Linked DNA regions of Pan troglodytes: region 2 is linked to region 1. A link is a contact called in public HiChIP or PLAC-seq data. All regions are on one chromosome and are shown on one strand. The core of a region is the stretch at or near the end of the contact, and the rest is flanking DNA. Distances in the headings are between cores, read along the strand shown.

Region 1 (5,944 bases), core at 1,540-4,039:
GGACACTTGGGTTTGGGTTTTTGCTCTGACAGTCACTAACTTGTGGGACTTTGGGCAAACCCTTAATTCTCCCTGGCACTCAGTGTCTCCATCTGTCAATTGAGGGGGCTGGATTAACAGGATGATCCTCCCTCTGGCACTAACGTTCTGAAATCCACTCCTGTGCTTTCTCCTAGTTAACCTCCCTAACTTTTCCTGCAGTCCATGGTGTCATGGCTTATACTCCAGCTTTCTCCTCCATTTCCTTTCCCCCAAATTCCTTCTGCTTTTCTCCAAAATCTCTAGGGTTGGGGAATAGGGTATGGGTGGTGGTTAGTGTGAAGTTTTTTTTTTTTTTTTTTTAAACACTTTTGAGTTAATTTTTAAGTGTCCCTAACTTATACTTTTGTTTTTAACAGAAATAATATTTTGCTCATCTGTTTTTATTGTTTAGTCCCTCATTGAAGTTTAGTTTTGTAATTTCCTTTGTTGTCATTCTCACTGTTCTTAAGCCAGAATGAAGGCAAGAACTATAATTAATTAGAATGCTCATTTTCTTTAACCTCTGTATCCAAATTATTTCTGATATAATGCCATACATAAGGGTGCTAATGGTGTTTCTTGACATTGGTTATAGTTTGTTTTAAATTGGGACTGTATATTTCTGACTTGTTAAATAATGGAAGATTTGGGGCATTACTGAATGCACATAATCAATCCCTTAAAACATGCTGAAAATGGAAAATAGTAAAATTTAAAGCTTTTTATACTACATGGTAATAGCATTTTTTGGTACCAAAAATGTAGAGCCAAATTTTCCACTCTGAGATTTATTTTTTCTGTCATGAACCTTTCAAAGTAAGATCTCTGAAAATGACTAATAGCTCAGTGTTGATTAAATTGTATAATTACTGGAAGAGAAAAGGGTGGCAGTGCTCAGAGAATCAAAGGAAATTAATATCTGCTGTGTGACTTTGGGTAAGTCACTTAACATTCCTGAGCTTAATTTTTCTATAAAATGAGGACCATACTACTACCTGCATTAGTTACCTCACAGCTCTTTTGTGAGGATTACACAAAAATGCCTACCTTCGCATAATAATGACATGACGCCTTACGAAGTATAACTGAAACATAATAAAACTGAATGATGCATATGAAAGCACATTTACACATTCTTTCAAAATTACAAAGTTATATCATAGAACTGTAAGGAATTACTTTATTAGACAAAGCATTAGTGTTACTCACTTCTCCCAAAAGATTGTGCCTATTGCTCCACCTGCTTGACCAAGCTATGTTGCCTGTGCCATCTTTCCTATCATCTTATACTGTTATTCATACATCCTTGGATTGGTTTCTTTTTTAACTTTTTATGGGTACATGCCTTATCTCAACCAGAACATATATTGCTTCTTTACATTCCTCTTGGAGCATAGTCAGTGTGAATGTAAAAAGGAAGCGGGATTGTTAGAGTGTATGACTAGAAAGAACGTGGAGAAAGTTTGAAGAGAGTGTTCTAAACACTGGGAAGTTATTGGATGTTTTTGAGCAGGTGACTAACTTAAGCTCACCTGTGCTTTGGGAAAACACATCCGGTGTTCATGAGAATAGATTGGAGGAAGGAATAACTGGAGGCTAGGAAGTGAATTTCAAGGAGATGGATGGCATGGTCCAGAAGAAAAACATGGAGAATTTAGGAAAGATGGCAAAAGCAAAATAGACAGGTTGGGCTGTTATTTGGTTGTGGATGGTGAAGAAATCCAAAGTACTTACTAGTATTTTGTCTTTGTGACCAGCTAGGAAAAACAGATGGTTAAGGATTTATCTTCTTAAAGAGGAGTGGAGTGTGCAGGAGTGGGAGAGGAATGTGATCTTGACAGTACTAGTTAGTACTGACTGGGTCTTTCTTTGTACTTTTAATTTTATTTAATACACGACACCAATTGTAGCCATTTTGATTTTCTTTCTTCTCCAGCGGACTTTGAATTTAAGATTTTTCTTTGTGATCCTCTGTAGGCCTAGGTTGTTTAAGAAAAATACACGAATAGTTTCTCAGACACTTCCTCGTAGCAAAGCACTTAATGCTTGCGACTACAAATAATCAGCGTTTCTTAGGTTTCTTCCTGTGTACTGTATCTCAACAACTTTTTGAAATATATTTTAGGAAAAAATTTCTAGTTCTCTAAAGAGGTGAATGTCAATGGGTGGTTAAATTTCACAAGGGTTGAAAGACCTTGTGGTATAAAAGCTCTGCTTTTAAGGTCGTGCTACATCAAAGACAGTTCAACGACAGCATGGAAGAAAGTGATATATAAATAACAAGTAATTCATACTTAAAAAGGCACTACTACGTTTTGTTTTTTATATCTGTAATGAGATAGGTAACTGGTTAGTGGCTAGTGAATTAAAAGCGAACCTTAGAGAAAGGGGAAAAGAACGCGTTTCTCACAAAACGCGTATATTCAGTTCTCATTCTATGATATCTGCCATTTGATGTGGTTCTGTTCCCCTCCTCCCACTTTTCAAATTATTTGTCGCGCGCCAGTGGTCCCAGCTACTCGCGAGGCTGACACAGGAGGATCTCTTGAGTCCAGGATGTCAAGTCTGTAGTGAGCTATGATCCCCACACTGCATTCCACCCTTGGCAACAGAGCGAGACCCTGTCTCAAAACAAAACAAAACAAAACAAAAACAAAATAAAAAAACAATGTTTTGAAGAAGCAGAGACCAAGCCCCAGGCGGAGTCGAACTCTAGCAGGACAAGAACGCGGTCGGTCCTTTTCCCCCACCTGATCCACAGGTGCAGGGGTGGTTGCCTAGGTGACGCTCAGCGCATACTCCAGGCCAGGCGGCTCCGGACACCGCGATGCGGCCGGAGTTCAACAGCAGGTGACGGCGGGAAAGCAGAGCGGCCACATAGATGTCCCTGTACTCGGTAACTCTTGCCCTCCCTTGTTCTTCTCGAAGGTCCTTTTTTTGTCGTGCACGGCTGACGAGACAGGCGCAAGCTAACTTCCCCCGCACGCCTCCGTAGGCCTCTAGAGGGCCGGGGCTGCGGCGCCTACAAAGCCTCGGGATCACCGCTGGGCCTCCTTAGCTACCGGCCGGGCGACAGCGCGCCTGCGCACCGGCGGGGTCACGCGCGCGGCGCGGGGGTGGGCCGGCGCCGGAGGGGTTGTCATTTGCAGCGCTGGTCGCCGCCCTCAGCTGCGCCGGGCGGTTCCGGCTCCTCCCTCTCCTGGTGCCTCAGCGCCACCATGGTGCTGGAGTCGGTGGTCGCGGACTTGCTGAACCGCTTCCTGGGGGACTATGTGGAGAACCTGAACAAGTCCCAGCTGAAGCTGGGCATCTGGGGCGGTAAGCGAGAGGGCGCGGCCAGTGGGCTGCGGGCGCTGAGGGCCCAGCGGAGGGCTGCTCCGTCCGGGATTCTGCCCGGGCCCTGCTCCCTGCGCCGCCCGAGACTCCCCATCCCGGTGCGGCAGGTGCTGGATGCGGGAGCCTCTGCCGCCCGCGGATTCTCGGGGTCCCAGTCCCGACTCCGGCTGGGGAGATGCGGCGGGATCCCGCCCGCGCTGCCAAAGTTCCCACCTTTCTCGTCCCCCGAGGCCAAGCCCTGGCCCTGCTGTCCCCGCCCTGCCTGTCTCTGTGGTCGTCTCGCTGCACTCAGGGTGGCCCCTTTGGCCCTACAGCATAAAAACAGAGCCCTGTTTCGGTATCGCGTGGAGTGAGCATGGTTGTCTGGTCATATACGCTCGAAGTGGCACTAAGAAAAAAGAAGGAGGAAATTGCATCTCGCAGTTATCTTCACTATCATTTTACAGGGAGCAAGAACTGGGTTCCTTCTCTTTAGGATTACCGGGTTTGGAGAGGAATAGGCAGGAGATCTTTAAGATAGGCGTGTGCTTAGGGATTCTTATTCTTAATGCTTTCAGTTCCTGTGAAAATGATTTCTTCCTTTAATATTTACTTTTCCGTCAATACGAAGAGGATTTTGAATTTTGTTTTGGAGCAATAGAGAGAAATTAAAGCCTCGACCAGCATCGTCATTAGTTAGGTGTCTGCTTGGTTGCATGCTCAGGAATTTATGCCAACGTTTTTATCCTGGAGATTAAGTGTATAAAAGTATTCAGGAAATAGTGTACTTAAACATACACTCTTCAACGAGCTTGATCGTTTGCATGAATTACGTGTTAAGCTTTGAGGACTTTGGGACTTTCTCACTCCACAAAAGATTTGGGAACTTTGTCAGCTTTGGAGGAAAATTCAAAAAACGACTCAAATGTATGGATCTGCTTTTAATTCAAGCAACAACAAATAGCTATAGACTTCCCCTGTCCACTAGGGTAACCACTAGCCCCTGTAGCTGTGGAGCACTTGATATGAGGTTAGTGCTAATTGAGACGTGCTGTATGAATTAAAACATCGTTTTGAATAGGTATTACTCCTAATGAAGTAGGAGAAAAAAATAATACCTCAATAATTTTTATGTTGCTTATGTGTTGAAATAATATTTGAATATATTGGGTTAAATTAAATATAATATTAAAGTGTATTTCCCGTGTTTTTTAGTTTTACTTTTTTTCTTTTTAAACTTGGCTTCTAAAATTTATAATTACGTATATGGAACATATATTGGGCAATGCTGTTTATACCCTGAATTACGGAAGAGCCTGGTTGTTGGGTTTTTTTTTTCTTTTTTTTGGCTTGTCTTTTTGAGACAAGGTCTTGCTCTGTTGCCAAGGCTGGAGTGCAGTGGCAAGATCGTAGCTCATTGCAGCCTTCAACCCCTGGGCTGAAGTGATCCTCCTGCCTCAGCCTCCCAAAGTGCTAGGATTACAGGTGTGAGCTATAGTGCCTGGCCAAGAGCCTGTTTTTAATAGGTAGCTGATCATTTGATTGGTTCACTGTGGTTTGCCCAACAATACAATAGTCCCCTGGTATCTATGGGGGATTGGCTTCAGTACCCCTGACCATACCAAAATTGGAGGTTGCTCAAGTCCCTTAAATAAAATGGCCTAGTATTTGTATGTACCCTATGCACATCCTTCTGTATACTTTAGGTCATCTCTGGATTGCTTATAATACCCAATAAGTAAATGCTACGTAAATAGTTGTTCTGTTGTTTTTTAATTTGCATTTTTTATTGCTGTATTGATACTTTTTATTTTTTCCCCCCCGAAATATTTTTGGTCTGCAGTTAGTTCAATCCGTGGATATGGAGGGCCTACTGTACATACTTTGTTTACATCCCCCCCACCACACTCAATACAATGTAAAAGAAAGGTAAGTAAAGAAAGACAAATTTAAGGAATTAAATGACCAGCATCTTCTGCAGAAATCAAGTATTTCTTCAGAATACTGGCAATATTCTTTCCAGTGATTCCTTATGGTTTGTAGACATTTGAAACTTGAAAATGCACTGGAGTAGCAAATCTGAAATCTGAATAGGCCTGGTGAATGGTGTGCTGTGTTGGACAAGCCACTTACCTTATTGGGCCTTAGTTTCTTCATCTTAATTTAAACTTTATAGAAAAAATATTTTTAAATTCTGAAAAGTTTAAATCATACTGGATGATATAATATTTTCATGTAATTACTCATATTTTAATGTTATAATATTATGCCATATTTACTTTAGACATTTTTTTTTTAAAAAGATAAAACGTATGGATATAGTCAGAGGTTCCATTGCCGTCAAATGTTACTCTCTTTTATCTTTAAAATTGGAGGTTGGACTAGGTAACATCAAAGGTGATGCCAATATTCTGTTCTTCTGATAATGGTTTTACCATGTCATTGAGGAGTATACTGCTTGAAGATTTTGAAGTTTTTCACAACTGAAATTAAAAATGTCGTAATTTTATGTTATTTCCCCTTTTGTCTTTTTTTGGTGAAATCTAGAAAAGGAGACTTTCTTTCATCTCATTTTTAAATTTTTAGAATAAGGTATTCTGCCAGTGGC
Region 2 (5,944 bases), core at 935-3,434, 180 kb before region 1:
TGTTTTTTTCTTGGGATGGGGCCTCCCTCTATCACTAGGGCTGGAGTGCAGTGGCATGACCTCAGCTCACTGCAACCTCCACCTCCCAGGCTCAAGTGATCCTCCTGCCTCAGCCTCTCAAGTAGCTGGGACTACAGGTGCATGCCACCACTCCTGGGTAATTTTTGTATTTGTACAGATGGGGCTTTGCCATGTTGCCCAGGTTGGTCTTGAACTCCTGACCTCAAGCAATCCACCCACCTCAGCCTCCCAAAGTGTTGTTATTATAGGCATGAGCCACCATCCTTGGCCTGAGATCTTTTTAAAAATTATTTAATATTTTATTTCTAAAGCAAAGCAACTTCACAGTAGAGATCTTTATTGACCAAGTTGTACATTGAGCTCAGCTCTAGACCTTTTAAAGGGCACTGTGTGGAATGGCCCAGGATCCCCAGATCTGAACTTCTCACTCTTTACCATTCAATTTGATTCTAGGAAGTCAGCGCGAAACAGTCTTAGATTCCCTGCCTCCAGACCTTATTTTCCTGCCTCATAGAGCTTTATGTTACTGTCCTTTTGAGAGAATCCAGATTCAGACTTTCAGTTCTGTGGCTGTGGGCCAAAACCAACAAAGACCCAAATCCTCTGTCCTTGGGAGCTTGAGGAGACTTTACCAGTTCATGGTCCTAGTGGGTCTGAGAACTTTGCCTTTAAAATCCACTCCTGGCCCCTGCCTACTGCTTCATGGCCTGAGGAATAGAGTGGAGGGGGCCACCCTTGGTCACCTTCCTTTGACTCTCTCCAAGAAACAGCACAACCAAAAAATTGTGGATCAACTGGAAGTAGTAATGTGATTTCTTTGCTCACGGCATGACTGCTGGGTTTGGGGGGCACTCAGATGTAGAGGTGCCAGTCTCATCTTGCTGACTCCCAGCCTGGGGAAAAAGGCTCACCCCCGAGATTCCACCTCATCCCCACAGGGTCCCTGATAACCTGGTCCCATGGGTGGGCCTGTCCTGGGGCATTGGTGGCATTCTGGGGGCATGTCCCTTGCTGTGCCATCTCTGCCTCCCCCAGTAAGAGCTCTGTCTTCCTCTTCCTATAGGAAAAGCAAGAAAGCCAGCAAAACCAGGGAGAGCCCTAAAGAGGCAGTTAGAGGTGAGTGGAGGGTGTGAAGTTCCCTCCTGTCCTCTGGAGAATGTTGCTTTCCTCCTCTTTCAGCATCTGCTCGGCTTTTCTCCCAAAAGTTCAAATCAGACAATTGGAATCTTGATGTTTGAGAAAGCAGAATTGAAGACAGCACTGTATCACACTGAACATGCTGCTGCCAGGCAGTTTGAAGGTGGGAATCTGGGAACCCGTCATCCTTCAACCTGGTGCTTTGACAGGCTCTTAGGGGTAGTCCTTTGGGCCCCATCTCAACCTCTCTCATTTCAGAAGAGTCCACAGATCTGGCCAGCTGCCTGCAGTATTCCCAGCAGTTTACGGGAGAATTGGAACGAACTCTCTTTGCTCTCTCCACGCAGCAGAAGAACATGGACAGTGTGAGTCCTACAGCCTCCCTCATCCCCTGGCAGCCCAGCTTCCCAGATGGAGGAGTTGAAGCTGGTTATGAAGCCCTTGATGCTAACCAGCAGTTACAGCAGGCCATGGAGGAGCGGGCACAGCTGGAAGTACACCTGGGGCAGGTGAGGCTTTGCAGAGGGAGGGATGTGGAAGGAAGATGACCCCAGGTGGCCAGGAGCGGGTGAGGACCAGTGACAGCCCTTCCTAACTTCTGTGCCCATTCTTGCAGGTAATGGAGTCACTGAAACAACTACAGATGGAGAAAGATCAACACGCTGAGAATCTGAAAGGAGAGAGCGCCTTGTGGTGGCAGAGGATGCGGGAGATGTCAGAGCAGGTGAGACCTGACCCTTCAGCCCCCACCATAGATAGGTCACTTGATTGTTCCAGGCATCTGTGAAATGGGAGGAGCACAGCCAGAGGTGGTCATGGGTCTGGGCTTTGTGGAGGTAGGGGCAGAGAGGGAGATGGTAGCTTGTCCAGCTGGCAGCCCCTCTCTGCAGGGCCCTTTCCCCCTGTGCTTCTGGCAGGTGCACACGTTGAGGGAGGAGACGGCGCATAGCATGAGTCGAGTACAGGAGCTGGAGATGAGCTTGGCTGAACTAAGGAACCAGATGGGTAAGCTGGGGCTGGGGTGACCTGGGAGCAGGACTGGCATCAGAGGGCTGTGGGGATGGCTTAGAATGCCAGAGAGGTGGATGCATGGAAAGGCTTTGAGGCAGAGGGAAAGAGGTCTGTGCCAGGAGGCGGCAAGTCTTGTAATTGTCATGAGCCTCAATGTCCCCATCAGCAAAGAAGAAAAAGTGCGTGTTGTCAGCCACCCACAGTTGTCTCTATCTGAAAGTGGCTTGGAAGATTGGCTACCATCAGGGTGCAAGGAATCATTAGCAGGGAGGCCAAGTTTGGGGAGCCTGAGGGGAGCAGTGGATCAAGAGGAGGGTTTTTTTTTTGAGAATGCAGAGGGTTTTTTTGAGAATCATTAGCAGGGAGGCCAAGTCTGGGGAGCCCGAGAGGAGCTGTGTACCAAGAGGAGGGTGTTTTTGAGAATCCAGAGGCCCTTATTGTCTGCTTCCTTTCTCAGCTGAATCCCCACCCCTGGAGCCCCCAGCAGGGGGCGCAGCCCTCATGTGAAGCGGCACTTCTGAGGGGACCTGTGAGCCAGAGCCCTGCTTTGATGGCTGTGGATGAGAGGGGATGATTTTTCTAATCTGCCTCCATCCTTCCCAGTGCCGTGGGAGGCAGACACCAAGTTCTGCGGTCTCCAGCTGCAGTGGGTGGCGTGATTGCTTCTCTCTGTCCAGAACAGTGAGAATATGGAGATCAACAACGCACTTTAGTCTGAGCAGCATGTCAAGGAGGAGCTGCAGGAGAAGCTGGGCGAGCTGTAGGAGATGGTAGCCCTTGCTGATTATGCCACTGCAAGGGAGAAGGGAAGGGAGAAGAGAGAGGCAGCTACATTGTACATTGCCCAGACTACTACTTCCTCATCACTGTCCTCTGCCCAGGAGGGGCCCAGTTAGGGTCACTCTGTGGCACAGACTGGCCTTCTGGAAGAACAGTGCCTTTCTCTTCCCTGACTTTGGTACACCTTCCTCCAGCCTGCTGTGGCTGCCACAGGTCAGAACCTGCTGCTGTCTTTTGCTGAACTCCAGGGGGAGCGAGGTCCTCATGTATTCATGAAGGAGGCCGGGCAGCCCCTGCTTTGAGCTTCGGCCATTCAAAATGCTGCCTAGCAGCCCAAGGCCTGGGCAAACCATATCCACACCCCCGAGTGGCTCCAAGCATGCGTGACTGTCACTGTCATTGCGTAAGCATCTGTCATACCTGTTCCACACTCTTGTGTCCAAGCCACTGAGGCACCTTCTCTCCTGCATGGCCCCCTAATGCCCTGCTTTGTTCTGTGACAGATGCCAAAGACAATGCTGCGTCTGTCTAGCCACCTGCCAATGACACCGTGTTACCTGGTGGTGTCCCTTGCCCTGGTGCCAGTCTTGCTAGCATAGCGGCACCTCAGGTTCATGCCTCCTCCTCCTCTGCCCACTGCCCTCCTGTACCTACTATGGATTCTCTTCTCTTTTCACAAGTAGTTTGTTCCCTAGGGCCAGGTGCCCTTCCTGGGGACTGGGCTGGGGGAAGGCTGAGACTGGGCTTTTCCTTGAGGTTTGGGGAGATAGAATATTGTTGGAATGAGCTTGAGAACTTGGCTCACCTGTCCTCGGTGATTCTTACAGAAATTGAATGACCATCTCATATGTTTCTTCCCACACAGAATCATCATGCCAGCCCCAATCTCATGGATGAAAGCAAGTGAGTGTCTCTTATCAGGGCAGCAGTCTCTAGGCTGAGGGAGTCAGGGAGGCCACTGTCTAACACCTTCTTTCCCATTGAGCCACCTGCACCCCTGATGCCTGTGTCTCTGCCCTTAGGACCTTCTCATTAACCGAGAGCCTGCAACAACTCTCCCAACAGCTCAATGGCGTTGTTTTTGAGGAACTTCAGAAATTGAGGGGAGTGCGGGGGAAAGGAAAGTATGATAGAAAGAAACTGAGGCAGGAATCACCAGAGAGAGGAAAGATCCTGGGACCGGCCGATTTGCTGGGCCATGTTGAGGAAGTTGCCTCTTCCCTGAGGCTTCTTCCTTGAGGCTGTTCACATGAAGGAGTTGTACCCCGTGGCTGGTTACATCATTTTATCCTACTGTAGAAACACCAGATGAGAGCTGCTTGGGAGGGAGGGATGGTGGGGAGTTAAAAGCCATGAGAGAAGTTGGCACAAAGAGGTTACAGGATGAAGGGTCCAAGTTTGGCAAAAAAGAAAATGTTGCCAGTTGCTGGGGAAGAAAGGAAGTCAGAGGGCTTAGACATGGAGGGGACAGAAGATTTCCATGCGCACTCTCATCTCTTGTAGTCAGCAACAGGTATCTGTGCGGAGGGCTCTGGATCATCCGCTACCCTGAAGGATCTGGAAGTAAGAGGCCCTGGGCCATGACCCAGTGACCCTGCAGGCCAGCCCTCCAACCTCCTCCCACAGTGGGGGCTGGGTGCCCCTCTGCCAGCTGAGACCACTCACACCCTCCCCCCAACCCTAATGATTGCTCTCTCTACCTCTCCCCTCAATCCTCCTCCAACTCCTCCTCTCTTCACGTGCCTCAGAGCAGATACCAAGAGGTAACAGTCGCCCTGGACTCGAGTTATATAACAATCAGTCGACTGAATAAAACCATCGAGTCATTGGTAAGAGTTCAATGGGGTCCACCAATTCCACGCTGCAAGTCCTGGGCTCCAGTTTCCCCTTGGGGCCCTGAAGAAAGGGCTGAGGGTCCCTGATGCCAAGGGCAAATGGGGGGCAGGGGGGCCGAGGCCTCAGCTAGAGGGACCCCAGAGCACGGAGCATGCATCATGGCTCTTCTGTTGCTGCCCTCTTTGCCTACTGTCTCTTCTCCAGACACCCCTGCTCCAGCCCTTGCCACACATGTCCTGGGGTTGTGGCTTCTCAGGGAAGCACTGGCCTGATTGGTTGTCAGGAGCCCCGTATTTCCACTCTGACTCAGGCCCTAATTTGCTCTTTGATTCTGGGCAAGCCACCTCTCCTCCTTGGGCTTGTGTTTCCCGAGGAGGTAGAGTTAGAGAGTATCAAAAGTCTCTGTTAGCTCTGAGAGTCCACGATTTAAAGGTCCAGTAGAATGTAAGCCTCAGGGCCAAGGGATCCTGTCTGTCCTTTTCTGTCCTATATCTCTGCTATGAAGAACCATACCTGGCCCGTATGTGCTCAGTCAATGTTTGTTGAGTGAATGCACCTTTCTAAATCACAAGCTGGTAGAAGGGTGAGCTTTTCTCAAACTCCATCTCTAAAGGTTTATGTTACTGTCCTTTCGGGAGAATCCAGATTCGGACTTTCAGTTCTGTGGCTGTGGGCCAAAACCAACAAAGACCCAAATCCTCTGTCCTTGGGAGCTTGAGGAGACTTTACCAGTTCATGGTCCTAGTGGGTCTGAGAACTTTGCCTTTAAAATCCATTTCTGGCCCCTGTCTACCGCTTCCTGGTCTGGGGAATAGAGTGGAGGGGGTCATCCTTGGTCACCTTCCTTTGACTCTCCCCGCAGAAACAGCACAACCAAAAACTTGTCAAGCAACTAGAAGAAATGATTTGTTTGCTCACGGCATGACTGCTGGGTTTGGGGGGCACTCAGATGTAGAGGCCCCAGTCTCGTATTGCCCACCCCCAGCCTGGGGAAAAAGGCTCACTCCCCAGATTCCACCTCATCCCCACAGGGTCCCTGATAACCTGGTCCCATGGGTGGGCCTGTCCTGGGGCATTGGTGGCATTCTAGGGGCATGTCCCTTGCTGTGCCATCTCTGCCTCCCCCTAGTAAGTGCTCTGTCTTCCTCTTCCTATAGGA

The links. HiChIP or PLAC-seq counts read pairs in DNA pulled down with a chosen protein or histone mark.
Region 2: a contact with region 1 is called in an H3K4me3 HiChIP or PLAC-seq map of stem cell-derived excitatory neurons, with 8 times the contacts expected there. The contact joins the promoter of LOC467699 here to the promoter of VPS13C in region 1. A contact is called at or near these places in 1 of 7 Hi-C or Micro-C datasets (induced pluripotent stem cells) and 1 of 1 datasets of contacts at active chromatin or transcription factors (stem cell-derived excitatory neurons).

The regions. Positions count from the first base shown.
Region 1 is chr16:54,060,480-54,066,423 of NHGRI_mPanTro3-v2.0_pri, reverse strand. It overlaps VPS13C (vacuolar protein sorting 13 homolog C), which reads left to right and starts at 2,789. Exons shown (of 84, transcript XM_054666973.2): 1 at 2,789-2,917. LOC134808452 (a long non-coding RNA gene) reads right to left here and starts at 2,904. Exons shown (of 2, transcript XR_010151395.1): 1 at 2,772-2,904; 2 at 1,177-2,642.
Region 2 is chr16:54,244,180-54,250,123 of NHGRI_mPanTro3-v2.0_pri, reverse strand. LOC467699 (golgin subfamily A member 2) reads left to right here and starts at 2,184. Exons shown (of 19, transcript XM_063794425.1): 1 at 2,184-4,778; 2 at 5,943-5,944. LOC134808454 (golgin subfamily A member 2-like) reads left to right here. Exons shown (of 4, transcript XM_063794171.1): 1 at 1-1,137; 2 at 1,506-1,667; 3 at 1,775-1,882; 4 at 2,076-2,185. The coding sequence starts at 1,515. The coding sequence ends at 2,183.